Regions from separate parts of the Rattus norvegicus genome. Here all the other regions are linked to region 1. A link is a contact called in public Hi-C data. All regions are on one chromosome and are shown on one strand. The core of a region is the stretch at or near the end of the contact, and the rest is flanking DNA. Distances in the headings are between cores, read along the strand shown.

Region 1 (2,795 bases), core at 140-2,639:
CAGACCCTTTTAGAGCATCATTTGGTGAAGCTCAAACGGATGCTAGTCAACCAAAGAAAGGTGATACAATTTCAGGTCAGAGTGGACAAGTTCATAGCCTCCTTGGGAAAGCATTGGCAGCATCTAGGGAACCCATATCAACTTCATGGGAGTTTATTAGTAAAAAAAAAAAAATGATTACATAAAGTAGCTGGTTCAACAGTTCCCATCCCTTCCAGAACAACTAAAAGAACTGCATTTTGTACTCACTCTATACAAATCTGTGGGAAACTAAGCTAACTTTTCTCACCTTAATTTAACAAAATAATGCTATGAATCACCTCAAAATAATGGTCTCTTGTGCCTTACCATTTCTCAAACCTTAAACATACATTGAATAAATATGAAAGGAACAGAATTCAATAAACCAAAAAACCAGGAAATAGTCGTTGGGTCTTACCTGTTTGAAAATTTAGGACAAGATCAAACCTTTTATTAGCTCCATGGTGCTTCCCTTTGGCAGAGCTAGGAGAATGGGAGGTCACAGGGGCAGGGTGGAGCTGCAGAACTTCCACACGACTTCGTACAAAGTTAGCATTTCCTATTAGAGATGATAGTTCCCTTCCTACCTACAGCGAATCATCCAGCTAACCTTCGTCCTTTTGGATGTGAGGAAAATATCTGCCTGACCCCGATTCCGGGGCTTTTACTATTTCAAATGGAAACTCATGCAAGATGCAGAAAAACATTTGGAGCGCAGCTCATCACCCCACTCTGGTGGGCCTAGTGGGGGATGGTCCGCGTCCGCAGCAGTCTCCTGGGAACTCTGACAGCGATGAAATGGTCTCCTGAGAGCCTGGGCAGATGAGAGGACTTAACGGGCCCCAAGACACACAGTTGGCATTTGTGATCAGCTGGCTTTCGCCGGGGACTTTGCCAGTGGCCTAACCTTCCTGCCAAGAAACTGTAAGGGCGGAGGGCAGGGGCTCCAGGAGGGGAGCAGTAACTGGAAGCACAAAGTTTATGGAAGGAGACTGAGATTTCTTTGTGCCCTGCTAGATGGGCGAGGCACTAGGGAGGAGAGTTAGAGGGTCCGTTGGAAGAGGCTGTTGGAAGAAGTTGCTGGAAGGGGAGCGGGGGAAGGGTGGCCTGGCAGCTGTCCAGCATTGACGCGGTGACAAATGCAGAAGGTGGCCCCCCCTCCAAACCTCACGTCTCCCCCCCCCCATCAACCCCTTCAACTCCCACCCACGCCGCGATCCCCTTGCACTCCACGCGACCGAGGCCGGGCTGTGAGTTTGCATCCGGACTGGCTTTGGATGCAGCCAATCCTCCTTTCGCTGATGGCATAGTCTCCCCTCCCCACTGCCCGGGCGCGCCCCTCCCTCGCGCGCCTCGCCACCTCCCGCAGCAGTGCGAGCGCGGCGCGGCCCGGAGCGGCAGCGGCGGCGCCTGAGTCTCTGCCCGGCAGCCGGGGACACGGGGAGCGAGTGCGCGCCTCCTCCTGCACCCTCCGCCCCTCGCAGCCCCGGTCCCCCTGCGCGCTCTCCTTCCCTCCCTCCTTCTCTTCCTTCTCTTACCCCACCACCCCCTTCTTCCCCTTTTCTCTCTGCCTGGCCGATCGCTCCTAGATTCCCATCCTCCCCCCAAAAGCCCCATCGCTCTCCCCGTCGCCCCCTCCCCTCTTCTCTGTCACACTCTCTCTGGCCCTTCGCTCGGCCTCTCATTTGCTTGCTCATCTCCAAACGTGGATCCGCGGCTCCCGGAGGAGCCTAGCTCCGGGATCCCGCGCGCACGGAGCACCTGGAGTCCGGCCGGCGGCGGCCCGAGCCTGGCCAGAGGCAGAGGCAGCGACAACCCAGGGAACGGTAGCAGGGACCGCGGACACCGCAGGAACCCCAGCGGCAGCGGCCGCGGCCGAGATGTCCCGGCGAAAGCAGAGTAAACCCCGGCAGATCAAACGTAAGTTTGCGCGCGGGACCGGGAGTTGGTGAGATCGGTTCCTGGGAGAGGGGCGCACGCGGCGGGAAGGATGGGAAACGCTCGGGGCGATCCGCTCCTGGTCCTTGTGATTTGTCAAACTTTGAGAGCACTGAGGGACAACCAGACGGCCTCAGATAGATGCACAGACAGTTGGAGCGCCAGGCAGCCTCAGCCTGGTGTGTTTCTCCAGCCTTCGCGCTCCCTGGTTTCTCCTTAATTTCAACTCCGGGTTGCTGCAATCGTAGCCTCTTTTCTGCTGGAGCCTAACAGGACAATCCCCTCCCGCAGAGCTTAGTACGATTGTTGTCCTTGTTGTTGTCCAGACGGATGGCCTACCACTCTTGGGAGCTGGTCTTGGTAACCCGGGATGAAAGTTCTCAGAGCTGGTGGAGGCCACGGGGCTAGGGAAGTAAATTCCCCAGTTCGGTGGAAAATCAGTGTCTGGGGACCCAGTCCTGGGCGGTACCACAAGCCTCGCCAAACCCGAAGTGAAACAAAAAGTAGGTGTAAAAGTTCGCGCCTCTGCTGGAGGCAGCCGCGCACCCCCTCCCTGTCTGCTGCGGTGTTGGGCTGCACCCAGGGGCTTCGGGTGGGTCCCACTCACGCTGCCTGGACGCTGTGTAAGGCGGGCTTCAGTTTGCCACTGGTCCAGGCGCAGTCCCCACTGGGAGGGGCCTCCTTCGCTTCTGGGCTCACAGGATTTGAGTTCAAGGTAGCTCGCACACTCTGGTACGGTTCCTAACCCCCTACCCCCACCCCACCCCTGGGTCCCTGGGTGCGGGTCCCTGGGGTGCCTAGAGGGACTTGTAGGACCAGAGACACCTGCCTGCCTG
Region 2 (2,795 bases), core at 189-2,688, 460 kb before region 1:
TGCCTGGTCTTGGGCATGGCTCTCACGAGGCCGTTTGAAAGGGTAAGATGGCAGAAAGAATCTCATTCTGAACAATGAACTAACCACATGTCTTACATGTTTGATTCACAAATGCTCCAGAAACGCAAAATAGCCTGCTATTCAATATACGGCCACTAGATGGAGATCTTGAGTCAACCATAACCGCCCTGCTCCCCCCCTCACCCCCTCTTTTTTTCTAAAAGCAGGGTTTGAATACATATGATGCGAGTTTACAATTTTGGCATTTCATGTTGTTGCTGAACTTTTTGGGGACAGTAATTTGGAGTGAAATGCATTTAGTTTTAAATGTATGAGCTTAATTAATTTTTCATCTGGGGTCTCCGTAGGGTGGAAGGGCCCCAATGTGCTGTGGCACGCTATTAATCCTGTGCTAAATTCTGGCAGAAGTTACTACTGCTTATTCACTTTCCCCCCACAGGGTGTGGTTAGTTGCAGTGACTGTCACTGTACCTTATAACTGATTAAAAGCGGAAATCCTCACTAGGCATTGCTCTCGCAGCAGCCGGCAACTGCACTTGGCGGTTTTGTTTCCATAGGATAAGCAGGCTTCACGGCTCGGCTTATGAAAAACACAGTAGCAAGGGCTCACGCCTTTTGCTTTCTTCATTTTAAATGAAATTCCAAAGTGATTTTTAGATTCCACGACAATGTGACCTTATAGAAAGATCTCGGAATCCGAAGTAAAGACCTTTTCTGTTGGTGAAGGCAGCCATGCGACTGAAGAATAAAATTACTCTCTGCTGGAAACAGTGACCGAAGCGACTTGTTCTCCCTAAGACGTTTCTAGCAAACTCAGGAGTTGGATGGCCTTGTCTGTAATGTGCTGACCGTCCACCTAGGGACAATGTGGCCATTTGGTTTTGGCTGCTATCTGAAATGAGTTTGAGTGTCTCAGCTCATTTCATGAGAAACACAAATAAAGCTCACATAATAAAACATGCAATTTGGGATTATTGCCAGGCTCCGTTCAGAAGGTGCCCAGACCTCAATTTCTGAAAACGAAATTCTGTTCCACATAGATAGAAGCTCCTGGACTTCCAGAACGGCTCCAGTGGAGTCACAGGAAGGAAGAAGAGGAAATTGTAAACCACGAGGCATCATGCCAGAGGAAATGCCTCCGGCGACCCAGACTGAATGCCCTGTGGTCCCAAAGACCCCACATTCAAACTGCACGATGTCTGGCATGCTCGACTCGAAAGCTCAGGCCGGGGCTATCATCAGACTCTGCTTTTCCACACCGTGCTCTGCCTTGAAGCTTCCTTAAGCTGCGTAGTAAAGAATGATAACCGCTTCACTTCTTTCTGCCTTCCCCGCCTTTGCCACAGTTCCAAGAACCCGGGGACCCGGGAGGTCTGTAGCAGTGTGGGCCCTGAGAGCTGTCTGTGGTCTTTCCACACTTCACTACCCACTCTAGTTAGAGAAACAGACGCCAAGGACGGGCTGCAGCTAGGGCAAGGACAGACTCCCGGTTTGGACATTAGTGAAAGACCGTTTTCATAAGTATGGGACATCATCCAAGAAATGTCTCAGATTTCAGACTTTGATCCCTTTCAGCAAGAGAAGATTATTTTCACTTGTTTATTTCTTTTGCATGTCTTTTTCTTAAGCAACAGTAAACCGTGTTCATTAGAGAGAAAAACTGTAGTAAACAGACATTTCCTGGGGTGGGGGGAGTAACTGTTCGGGATTCTATCATCTAGATATAAACTCAGCCTGTGCCTTTCTGTGCACTCTTTGATCCGAGCTCTGTGGGTACGACGTAAAGTATTTCAAGAATAGTAGTCGTTTTTACACTACGACGGTAAGGCTTTTGAAGTCACAGCACTGTCTCCTTGCTCTATATTTTATCAAGCATTTATTTATAGCTTCACGTTAATGGCTGCCTTGCATTTCATGCTAAACAATGCCTTATTTTTGAAGAGCGCCCTCAACTTTATTGATGGTATAAACAACATTAAAATTACACTCAGAGAGTTTTACTGTATATGCCAATATATCTAATATGGACAAACTGACGGTGCAGATATCCCTTTCAATGCGGAGGGAATACCTTTTGTAGGAGTATGGGGAGCAGAAGTTGGCTTGTGTAGAGAAAAGAAGAAGCCTCTCCTTCCATGAGAAAATACCCTTCACACGCACAAACGTAAATATCCCAAGTACACCATTTTAAAGTAATGGAAAGTAGTTACTTTAATCCCTGGAGTCTCTGGTTTAATGGAAAAGCTAGAGGGAATACAAGATGCATGAAAATGTTTTAAAGTCTTTGTTGGGCTTGAAATGATGAGAGTTTACATAATTAATCATGGGGGGATGTTTTTAGTCACAGAAATGATCATTAGCACCGCACTAGAGTTAAGTAATCTTTATAGCAATATAAAAATGCCATTTTACCCTTAGATCTTACCGAGATTTCGCCTCTCTTTTATGCTCTCTTTGGCATTGCAACACCCAGTAATTGAATGCTACTTAATAATGAGGCCGGAGAATGAAACCGTCTAAGCTAATGTGTCCATGGAAATTTCTGAAGCACAAGTCCCAAATATCACCACCACAAATTGTGTTAGCCCAAAGCTAGGAAAAAGGGAAATTAAGTTGTGATAATTGTGGTGCTTAAAGAACTGTCCCTACTTTTTAAGTTATTAGCATTTGTTCTTCCCTGTTTCTCTTTCCTTTAAAAATAAAACGTTTTAAGCTACAGTTTCTCTCTGAACACCCCCAGTTTGCATTTTATCTGTTGCTCTGGTTGGAATGGA
Region 3 (2,795 bases), core at 220-2,719, 360 kb after region 1:
TGTCTATATTAAATCTGTTTAATTTTGGTGAGGTCGCATATATTCCTAGCAAGTATGAGTGGAGTGATGTAGAATTGCTACATGGATGGAAAATGTCTGTAACCGTTACCCAGTTTGAAGTTTTGTTTTTCAAATGAACCATCCATTTATGTTGGGGTGAGTGTGGTGTTTTTCATAGACTAAATTAGATTTAACTCATGGGTCTGGAACAAAAGTTTTGCCTTGCAATTATATATGGCACCTAATGTGGTCATCGGGGAAGTGCTGTCTGTTGTCTTCATTGAGGAATCCTGAGGTGTAGAGCCCAGCACAGGCTTCTCTGATCATTGTGCTAGGAAGCTAGGATGTGGATAAATGCCTGCTGGCTATTAATGAATATATAACTTCTGCCCATGCTACATCTGACAAATCAAGTCAAGCATGTGCTTAATTCAAAAGTGGGTTAGGAAAAGCAATTTCTTTTTAATATTCATGAAAGGAAAACAGAACCACTTTCTATGTTCAAAAGGAAAGACATTCAGGGAGGAGGGGGTGATCAGTTCTACTCTTTCAAAACTTCCTAGGAAATATAGTTTAAGTTCAGCCCTGGAACCACGCCATAGCCTAAAAACTCATAAAGCTTGAAAACACGAGGCAGGGTGCATGTGTTTGCGTGTGCATTTGTAAACATTTATGTCTGTACGTGTGTGGATGTTTTGAAACCACTTTTCAAACCAACCCAGAACTTATGACACCCACAAGCATTGATATCCATCTTCCCAGGTGGATCGTCGTGTGGCTTTTTGTAACTTCTCTGTGTCTTGGTTTCTGCATCATTAAGAGGGAAGCTAGGTTGCAGTGAAGATAGGGGCCTCCCAGTCCACATCCCCAGCAAAGCGAGCGAACATTTTGAGGTTGTTTGAAACCATTATGTCAGTATAGTAAATACACACACGCACACACACACGCACACGCACACACACGCACAGGCACGCGCACACGCACACACCGTGCGCATGTGCACATATGAAGTCACTGCTCGTATCCCTAAGGAAGACATTGAGTTCTGATATATGTCTTTGGTGTTTCACTTTAGTTTGCTAGGACACCAAAACAAGGTGTCATATTAAAACAACATCTGTCTGCCATCTACAACTTAGACTGACTGTGGAAACAAAATTGCTCACAGGCCAGAGAATGCGTTCTATCTTGCTATGTTGAGAGACAATAATACATTTTATTGTTCGGTTTGTGTTATGTACTACATTTGATTTATACAGATATATCAGCAAGCCCTTATATGTCTTTATGTATGTATCTATACATTCTCATTCATATGTCTTTTTGTGGAGTCAGATGGTAAACATTCATTAGGCTGGCATTGAAACTAAAGTTTATAGACTTTAATGGCTTTGCTTAACAGTATCACGGAGTAATAGAACTAAATCCCAGTCTACATCTGACTTAGTCAATGACAAATGTCAAACTGTGGTTTTCAATCAGCTTCGGATTCCTGTGCTGGGAGTAAGTGCTGTGGATTTCTCAGACCTTGATCCAGACCTCCTGAGTCAGAATTTCTGGGGCTTGGGCCAAGAAGCCTACAATTTCCTATTCAGGCCACTTGAGATATATGTAGCCTCTAATATAATATATATTTTAATAAATTATAAATATAATATTATCATCTTTTCTCTCAAAGACAGAGTTTTTCCTAATCTGAAGTCATATTCATTTGGAGGACAGTGGACAACGGGTACTAGCAAAGTGATTTCTCTTTGTTTGACTTATAAGTAACATGTAGCATGTGTTCATCTGTTTATGTGACTTTTAGTAACATGCATACATGTGAATAAGTATACATACACATGTGATGTGTCACACATGATATGTTAGTACATGTGGTTCATATACTACATGTGATAATCCTGGATCAGGTGTGTGAACATGGAATGAGTGCCCCAGAGAGACTCTCTAACATACTTCCCATGATTTACAGGAAGTCTTCTAAAGCTTGTGTGAGATCATGTGTTCTTATTATCAAGAATTTCCCAGAAGGGATGTATTCTCTAAGATCCCCTTGATTTAGTCAAATCCGGACGCCCAAAGAAAACATGCAGCCGCCTCGTGTGCTCTTGCACAAGTCGAAAAGAATCCGAGTGACTTCCCAAGGTCTGCAGCCTCATTCCCTCTCACAGTGCATCAACTCCCTAAGAATTTTAAAGAATGCCGCACAACAGGGGAGTCACTTAAGGCAGCAAATTCATCTCCACCAATGCTGGGCCTCCTGTTACAATGGATTAATCATCAAAGTCGATTACTCTGTCACATTCTCCAAGGGTGAAATCACACATCTCACCACTGGTGTGTGGAACAGGCATTGCCTTCATCTTCCTGGCACGGATACAAACTGCGAGCAGCTTTTATGCGCCGCAGACTAGGAAGTGCTGATACATTTAAAAGAGAGCTGCCTTTCCAGCATCACCTGCCCCGTGGCTGCTGAAAAATTATACTCCACGCATGTCTCTCAATATTCCCCACTGATAGGTCAGCAGTTATTACAAAACTGTCCAGATAAGAATCTGCTGGGAGCTTCGAGGATCGTATTAACCCAAATGGAACCACTGAGTCAGAGAAAAGCAAAGAGATGAATCAGAATGGGTAACAGCTCTTTCTTCTCCGAGTGTTTATTTCACAGCCTCCCTTCATGACAAAAATCAAATGCTTAACCTTTTGTATCAGGCTGTGTTCACCATCCCTGGGCTCAGTCACTTCCATGTTCTCTGATAAGAGCTGTGTGGTCATTGCATCTAATACTC

What was found. A called contact is a pair of places that touch in the nucleus more often than the background predicts.
Region 2: a Hi-C map of liver shows a contact between it and region 1, with 5 times the contacts expected there. The contact joins the enhancer-like site here to the promoter of Zfpm2 in region 1. A contact is called at or near these places in 6 of 12 Hi-C or Micro-C datasets (the Rat2 cell line, Schwann cells, frontal cortex and 3 more) and 1 of 1 datasets of contacts at active chromatin or transcription factors (oligodendrocytes).
Region 3: a contact with region 1 is called in a Hi-C map of the A7r5 cell line, with 4 times the contacts expected there. The contact joins the enhancer-like site here to the promoter of Zfpm2 in region 1. A contact is called at or near these places in 3 of 12 Hi-C or Micro-C datasets (the A7r5 cell line, the Rat2 cell line and Schwann cells) and 1 of 1 datasets of contacts at active chromatin or transcription factors (oligodendrocytes).

What each region holds. Positions count from the first base shown.
Region 1 is chr7:73,562,343-73,565,137 of GRCr8, forward strand. Zfpm2 (zinc finger protein, multitype 2) reads left to right here and starts at 1,390. Exons shown (of 8, transcript NM_001130501.1): 1 at 1,390-1,941. The coding sequence starts at 1,902. LOC108351485 (a long non-coding RNA gene) reads right to left here and starts at 1,174. Exons shown (of 4, transcript XR_010053374.1): 1 at 440-1,174.
Region 2 is chr7:73,103,348-73,106,142 of GRCr8, forward strand. No RefSeq gene overlaps it. Among named protein-coding and RNA genes, the nearest start is that of Lrp12, 210 kb to the left of the region's middle. Within about 2 kb of position 1,439, at least 7 of the 93 cell types and tissues checked have an H3K27ac peak or open chromatin away from gene starts, as enhancers often do. A contact at or near this core is called in liver, where this site is marked.
Region 3 is chr7:73,925,637-73,928,431 of GRCr8, forward strand. All of the region lies in intron 5 of Zfpm2 (zinc finger protein, multitype 2), which reads left to right. Among named protein-coding and RNA genes, the nearest start is that of Zfpm2, 360 kb to the left of the region's middle. Within about 2 kb of position 1,470, at least 13 of the 93 cell types and tissues checked have an H3K27ac peak or open chromatin away from gene starts, as enhancers often do. A contact at or near this core is called in the A7r5 cell line and Schwann cells, where this site is marked.